Regions from separate parts of the Mus musculus genome. Here region 2 is linked to region 1. Evidence: chromatin contacts called from public promoter capture Hi-C data. All regions are on one chromosome and are shown on one strand. The core of a region is the stretch at or near the end of the contact, and the rest is flanking DNA. Distances in the headings are between cores, read along the strand shown.

Region 1 (3,676 bases), core at 417-2,916:
GTCATGGGAGGAGATAGTTTATTATTGACAGGCATGTACCAAGGGTCCAGCCTATGCCAGGCATTATTCAGTAATTCTCACAGGCTTTCATTGGGCAGGAAAGATGCAGATAGGGAAGCAGGTTTTCAGGGTACAGGGGATGTTAACCTAATCTTTCTTCATCAACTCTGCCTGCTACCTTCAGTGCCTCCCACTTCAAGATGCCCACCTCCAACTGTACCATGCCTGCCTGGGCTTCGGTTTGCATGATGTTTCAGAGACAAAGATCTGAGGGCTTCAAATGAACTGAAAACCCAAGAAAAAAATCCTTATATACTTAGATCCACTCAAATCACTTGGATTCAACACCTTGAATATCCCAGATCATTCCACACCCCATCCCAGGTGACGCCAAGAGCTCTGGACAATGCATGTCTTTAAGGCAGCATGGAAGAGAGCTCTCAGGCATCTTCTCTCCCTGGACAAGCCGGTTGTGGGCTGAACAGAGGCATCTCTCATTTACCTCTACATGCTGGGGACTTTGCAGATGTGACTTTATGCTATCCGCACAAGCACATGGCGAAGAGAGGATTACACACACACACACACACACACACACACACACACACACACACACTTTGTAGACGAGGAAACAGAGGTGCATTGTGATGAATTTGCCTTGGTTATATATGCTTTCAACAGGGCTGAGCTTTTGAATGTAGGTGTGGCTGACTCCAATGCTGCTGCTCTTTCCGACACTAGGCAAACTCAGCACCTCTGTGTCTCTGCTCAGTGTTACTCTGCCAGCTTTACCAAGGAGCCTTCATAAACTTGTTTTTCTTGATCCCTCCCTGTCTCCTGTCCATTTCTTGTTTGTTTGTCTTAGCACCATAGTGCTGCATGTCTGTTTATATACTGTGGCCCTTGGGGAAACACAAACCATTATAATAACTAATATTTTTCACCCATAATTCCCAAGTAACAATTTAACCCCTTAGAAACAGTACTGCCCCTCTGAAAAGACATAAATTAAAAATGGTGACTCTCAATGGCAGTTTCTGGGATGGAAAACCAGCCCAAAACTTTAAAAGGGATTCAGAAGGGCCATTTCTTTGAGTAGTGTTTGCTTTTGAGGGACCAGCTATCTTTTCTTTTCTAGCTCTTTTCATCTTCTCCATCCTCTGGGAAGCTCATCTGGTACCTCTACCCGAAGCTGTGTGGGTTCCCTTTTCACACTCAATGCCAAATTGTGATCGCATTCCATCTAAGTGGTTTTTTCTATGATGAGAAGGACCGTAACTTACCCAATGGTACATTCTAGAACCTTGTATGGGCACAGCCCACATTCGGTGCTTAGAAAATGTTTGCAGAACAAATGAACCGAGTGATAATACCACTGCCTGGCACTGTTGCCCTGCTTATGCAAGAACCATGTGGGCCGGATGGCTCACAGAAACAGAATGTAGGGATTCCTTAAGAATGTGGCCATTTAGCAGGTATTTTTTTTGCAAACAAGTTTCTGTTTGTAGACATCTGTAGGTGGTCAAGGTCCCAGTGGGACTGAGCAAAAGCGAGATCAGAACGAAAACAAATAATGCTGAAAGACAGAGGTTTCTATGGCTCAGAAATGGCTCTATTCTCTCGACTTACAGGTTAACTCAGAAGGAAAATTACACTGTGTAGCAATTATGTAATGACCAGGGAAGCCTTACCTGATGAAGTCACCCATTTATAGCAGGGAAGGCCAGCAACGAACACTTCAGGTTTCTACTTCCAGACATGCAGCTTCCTACTCACCCCAAGTAATTCTGGTACTTAATACACTCATTTACCTTTAAATGCATAGCTAAGCTGGCAAGAAGTAGGAGATCCTCAGAGGCCATAAGAACATAAGATACCATCCATCCACAGAGGTTACACAGTGTGGGAAGTGATGATGGGTCTGAAGGTATCTCGCCATCCATGGTGGTCTTGGGGCTGTGGGTTATAAGGCAACAACACAGGAAACAAAGCCCCAGGGCCTCAAAAGGAGGGAAGACAGGCTGGGATTCTCAGCTAAAGCTAGGGCCGAAGACAGCATCATTAACTCCAGTGTGTCAGGAATTAGAGCAGCCCAGAACCCCACACCGTGGTAGGACACAGCAAGGAAAATGGCCCTGCCAGAGGTAAGGAGAAAGAACAAAAGATCCTCTAAGAATTTCCAAACACAAAATGGCCCTTGAATGTATTAACTTGTAGGAAAAAAAAAACCCCAAAAACCAAAATCCCAAAGTCCAAACTGTATCCTTAATTTGAAGTAGCCCCAAGGTGATTTCTTCTAGAACAAAGGCAAACCCTTTCTGCAGCAGTGAATTTTCAAACCATGCCTCCGAGAAATTTCCAAATCATGAACTCTCTCATGAAAATCAAAGAGTATACAAGAAAAGGAGCCACCATCTGAAGAGTCAGGAGAAACAGCAACCGAAATGACCAGACCCACACTTGGTAAGTAGTAAGGCAGTCAGACACAGGCAACAAAATAATGGGTGTGGTATGTTCACATACTGCAAGGACTGTGAAAGTTCATACTAAGACCACACCACCAGAGAAGCAAGGCAGACTGAAACATGAGCTTCTCAAACTGGGGTTCTAAAACTGGGGGGTCTAAGTATGACTTGCAGTATCAGCATGGGCCTTGGTGAACCAAAATGATAAGACTTTTAATCCCAGCACTCAGAAAGCAGTGGCAGGTAGATCTCCGTGGGTTCAAGGCTACCCTGGTCTGTACACCACACTTTAGGACAGCCAGGGCTACATAGATAATCTGTCATAAACGTCATTGTCATTATCATCATCATCATCATTATCATCATTCTCAAAACGACAACAACAACAACAGCAACAAGTTGTCTTAAAAATGCTGTGTGCTGTGTATAATGGGTAAATTATTGCCGGTCTCTAAGCCTGGCGTTCCCAAGCTAAGATGGAAAGGGCTTCTACGTCATCGTCTAAGTCTGATTCTCTAAGCATTCTATCACACCGGGAAGCATCTTCGGCTTTTCTTTTTTGTGCCACCCCACGACTAGAAGCATCTTACATGAATTTCGGTCCCTATAATTATCGAGCACAGTCTGAACTTCACATATCCATGTTATACATTAGGGAACCAAACCATAGAGCTCTAATAACTTTCGCAGAGTCCAGAGTTGACAGTCCAGACTGGCCTCCATCGGGGTCATCTGAAAGTCTTCTCTCTCTGCCACATGGCTCATGGCTTCCAACTATGCTCGATGCTCAACACTCTGGGATCCTCTGACCTATTAGGTGTCTCGCACAGTGGAGGGCAACTCACTGGCTAGAATGGGCTACAAGTAGCAACCAGAATAATCACTCCAGGGCAAAGAAAACTACGAAATTAATTACCAACCACCAAGATTACTAAGTATGTCCTATAGGCAATGCCTTTGCTTATTTGCTGATTTGGCTAAGAGCCCCTTATGACAGAGCAGCAAACAGTGACAGATTGCTGGGGCTTATCCTCTAAACAGCCACTCTCAGAAAATTATCCATTCTGAAAGCACTTCTCTTGGCCCTGGTTTTCTCATATGACAAATGGGTGATGAGTGTTTAATATCATGGGCTCTTTATCGGGGTTAAATGGGTTCACGCAAGTCAGGCATAGAGTGGGCACCCCACAAATGGTAGTTCTAGTTCTAGT
Region 2 (3,676 bases), core at 438-2,937, 79 kb before region 1:
CTAAAGCCTGCCCTTGCTCTTAACTCAGCAAGAGTCAAAAATCATGACAAATCCTTGAAAACCTACAGTTGTGACTGGAGTGAGGCATTTCCGTGCTGACTCCACACACTCTTTGCCTTATAGATGAGGACATTGGAGGCGTGGATGGGTAATTAAGCTTATCCAAGAACCAATGCCGAACCAGGTCTTCAAGACTGTGTGGTTAAGGCCTGGGTTGTCTACCACAGTAGTCACCCACAGCATGTAATAGATTTCAATTTTAATTGCTGTTAAAATAACAATTAAGGTTTTTAATTGTATCGTCACATTTCATGAACACAGCAGCCACATGTAGAGACTGGCTAAGTGTAGACAGTGGTGTTCTAGAAGTTCGGGGTGGTCGGAGAGTAATTCATGAGTCCCCACCTGACAGGCCTGTACAAGGGTCCAAACCTGGTGTCTCCTGTTTGACTTGAAGAAGCAGACAGGGGTCGGGGAGAGAAGCTTTTTCAAGTATACACAACTGCTTGTCAATGTACAGTGTGCCTGGCATCTGCTAACCGGTTGTCTCTCACACCAGCTCTATGCCATGTGGGAGACTAGACAGTGAGATACAGGAGTGGATGGGAGAAGACTGAGATACAGGAGTGGATGGGAGAAGACTTGTCTAAGCTGGGGATGGTGGAGTTTGAGCTCAAACTCAGACCCGATCGATCCTTCTGCAGCAGCTCTGTGGCAAGGGGCCGTTTTGGAAGTGTTTCCCCCTTTCATTCATTTATGAAAGGACAAATTGGATCTTTCCAGTGAAGAAGGCCAAGTCCCAGAAGGGGATAGTTGGGGACAGTTTTCAGTTTTCAACCTTGGCCCAGAGGGAGGTGGTTCTCCCTACAGAGCACCTCTGTCTCTATCTGTGACTTGGGAGGCAGGTCATAGGGGAAGCCCATTCTTTCTGGGGCCTCCCTCACAGGCTGGGCTGAGGTCTCTATAAATCAGGTTCTGTTCACCCCTTAGACTCCAGACTGGAGTGGGAGTGAGAGGATACAGCTTTAAGAAGCTGGGGCTCCTAGGCTCCACAGAGAGCTTGCAGAAGTCTCCAAGGCTGGGCCTGATTTACGAGGCTGCTTATGGCTCCAGGCTGTCCCAGATCTGTGCCTGCCCCAGCCCCAAGTTGTGCACTGACCCAGAGAGGGGTCAAAAGATCTGAGGCTGGACCCAGGAGAGTAGGCCAGATCTATTCCATCTGCTCTCCAGAGGATTTGGCATCAGCTATGTCTGGCAGGAGGGCTATATCTGGCCACACCCATTTTTACCTGGCTAGACAAGTCGGGTGTGGGAGGGGCAGAGGAGGCATGGCCTGACAACCTTGGATGTAGGGTCCTAATGGTTTGTGGGACTACCTACAGCTAACCTTCAACCACTATAATAACCCTTCCAAGAAGCTTGGACCCTCGTTTCAAAAGTGGGAACAATGGCTCCAGAGGGCAAGTGGTATCCCAAGGTAAGCAGCAGGCAACCAGGATGCTCACACACCTCTGCTTCTTGTCTTCAGCTCCTCACACAGCTGCCCACATTTGGCCATTCTCTCTTGATCAAGGAAGACAAACAACCCTCATGGAGAATAGCCAGCAGGCTCCTTTGCATTCTCCCATATGCTATACTGAAGGTGAAAGCACACTGACTCATCTGGTCCTGAAATACTTAGAAAATAAAATGGATTCTGTTGCCAGGGCCAACACCAGGCCTGCAGCCTGCAGCCTGCAGCCTGCAAGAGAGTTGGGAACGTGCTTGCCTCTAGCAGCCTGTTTCTTCCTGCAGTGAGGGATCAGACTTCCCGGGTTTAACAAAGCCCTAACTCTCTGTTTCCTGCAACTGTGGTACCACTTGCCATTTCCAGACACCTGCCCAGCACGTACCAGGCCAGCCTGTTATCGTCGTTTCTTTTGGTAGCCTGGAAAAGTAAATATTGTCATCCAATTTGAAGGAGATCAGAGGGATCTATGACTCACAGCTAATGCAGAGCAGCCCTAGAGCTCAACCCAGCTACATTGTCTCCTAACTCTGTTATGCTTTCCCTGCAGCACGGTGGCCTCAAAGAATGGGCTAGCCTGGGTTAACCCATGGCTGGGCCATGTGATTGTCACCTCTCTGTTGTTCTGTCCGGGGGGGGGGTCTCACATCCAGGAAATAAGAAACATTCAGTAAGGTTGCAAGGGTGGACACTAAAGCCTGAACCTGGATGTAGACGTCACCATTGCTACTTGCCAGCTGTGTGACTCTCTATAAAGAACCTCTCCAGCTCTGTTTCCGGTTCTGCCTAGCTACCTAACCCAGGTAACTGACTATTCCCCTGAAGCATCTGGCACCACACTGGTCGAAGGTAAGCAACTGATAAATGTTCAAGATCACGATGGCCGTGCTTCCATTGGAACCAGTAAGGAAACAGACAGGGTGAAGAACACTCTGTTGGCCCTGCAGAGAGATGAGGGAGGTTGCTGCGAGGACAAAATTTTGGGGTGATAGTTTCAGTTCCACTGTTACAGAGGTCTCAGGTCCACTGTTACAGAGAAGCCCAGAAGGAGTTTGTCAGCACAAACAGTCACTCTGTAAGTGACCAATGGTCTTCTTTATGTCCACATAAACCTGGCAAGCATCAGTTCCCCGTTCCCTCAGCCTTACCCATAGTCAGCTCTTGCAGATAGCAAGCAGCTGTCTGGGAAGCCAATTCTTGGGATCTGTCCCCGACTCAGAGAGGCTGGGATGCCAGAAGACCAGACCTAGCCAAACATATGGACCTGCAACCTAGTAAAGTCCACAGCTGGGCCACTGGCTGGCTTTTCTTCTGTTCCTTGGAATATTCTGGCAACTCTAAAATAGTTTCAGCAACTTATAGACATTTTCCCAGGATATTCTGGTCTCTAAGGGAACAATCTGCTCTTTTCTCACACTTTTAAATCCCTTTTCTTGGAAGACCAGTTCTTGTGCGAGTACACACACACACACACACACACACACACACACACACTCTTAATTTGGCCCTGGATATGATTAGTAAGATTTCAGTGTATAGACTTTGGGACTGGCTAAGCTTACTGAGTGAATTTTATTTGCAAGTTCTTAATAGTAAAGTTCTAATTATTATTTTTTTAAAAAATTTCAATAATGTATTACATAATAGCAATTACTATACTATTCATTAAATTCATGTTAACTAAAGAAGTAGCTTTCATCTTTATCATCACACCAAGTCCTCCCAGCAACCCCCAAGAGAGGACTCTGTTATCTCCATCCAGTTTACAGATAGGGAAACAGAGGCAAGCTGACTTGCCAGAGGCAGATACTAGTTCTGCACTGCTGGCACGGAGGACAGGGTGAAGACATGGTGCCCAGGGGCCCATTTTCTTTCTTCTGGGCCAAAGAGCTTACCAGGCAGAGCTGCTCCCTCCTCTGTTGTAAGGCCACAGAGGGACTCTATCAGTTCTTAAAGTCTCTGCTTCTCAAAGCCCAGACAACCCAAAATTCCTTGCACTTTATACCGTGGCTTCCTCTCTGGCTTTCCAAAGCATTCCTAGCCAGCTGTGCTTCCTCTCTGTGGTCTGAACAGATAATTAAAGCCCAGATTCCTTCTTCCAGAACATATATTTGGAAAATAAAAATTTTCCTCATTTTTTTTAATCTCACAAACAAACAAACAAACAAC

The links. Capture Hi-C pulls out chosen DNA fragments and counts their contacts.
Region 2: a contact with region 1 is called in a promoter capture Hi-C map of pancreatic islet. The contact joins two enhancer-like sites. A contact is called at or near these places in 2 of 484 Hi-C or Micro-C datasets (cerebral cortex and epidermal suprabasal cells), 2 of 115 datasets of contacts at active chromatin or transcription factors (double positive thymocytes and large pre-B cells) and 3 of 9 other capture datasets (adipose tissue, liver and pancreatic islet).

Annotation. Positions count from the first base shown.
Region 1 is chr7:96,443,676-96,447,351 of GRCm38.p6, reverse strand. All of the region lies in intron 3 of Tenm4 (teneurin transmembrane protein 4), which reads right to left. Among named protein-coding and RNA genes, the nearest start is that of Gm15412, 100 kb to the right of the region's middle. Within about 2 kb of position 1,666, at least 6 of the 459 cell types and tissues checked have an H3K27ac peak or open chromatin away from gene starts, as enhancers often do. A contact at or near this core is called in pancreatic islet, where this site is marked.
Region 2 is chr7:96,522,957-96,526,632 of GRCm38.p6, reverse strand. The region is part of intron 4 of Tenm4 (teneurin transmembrane protein 4); the gene reads right to left. Among named protein-coding and RNA genes, the nearest start is that of Gm15412, 180 kb to the right of the region's middle. Within about 2 kb of position 1,687, at least 24 of the 459 cell types and tissues checked have an H3K27ac peak or open chromatin away from gene starts, as enhancers often do. A contact at or near this core is called in pancreatic islet, where this site is marked.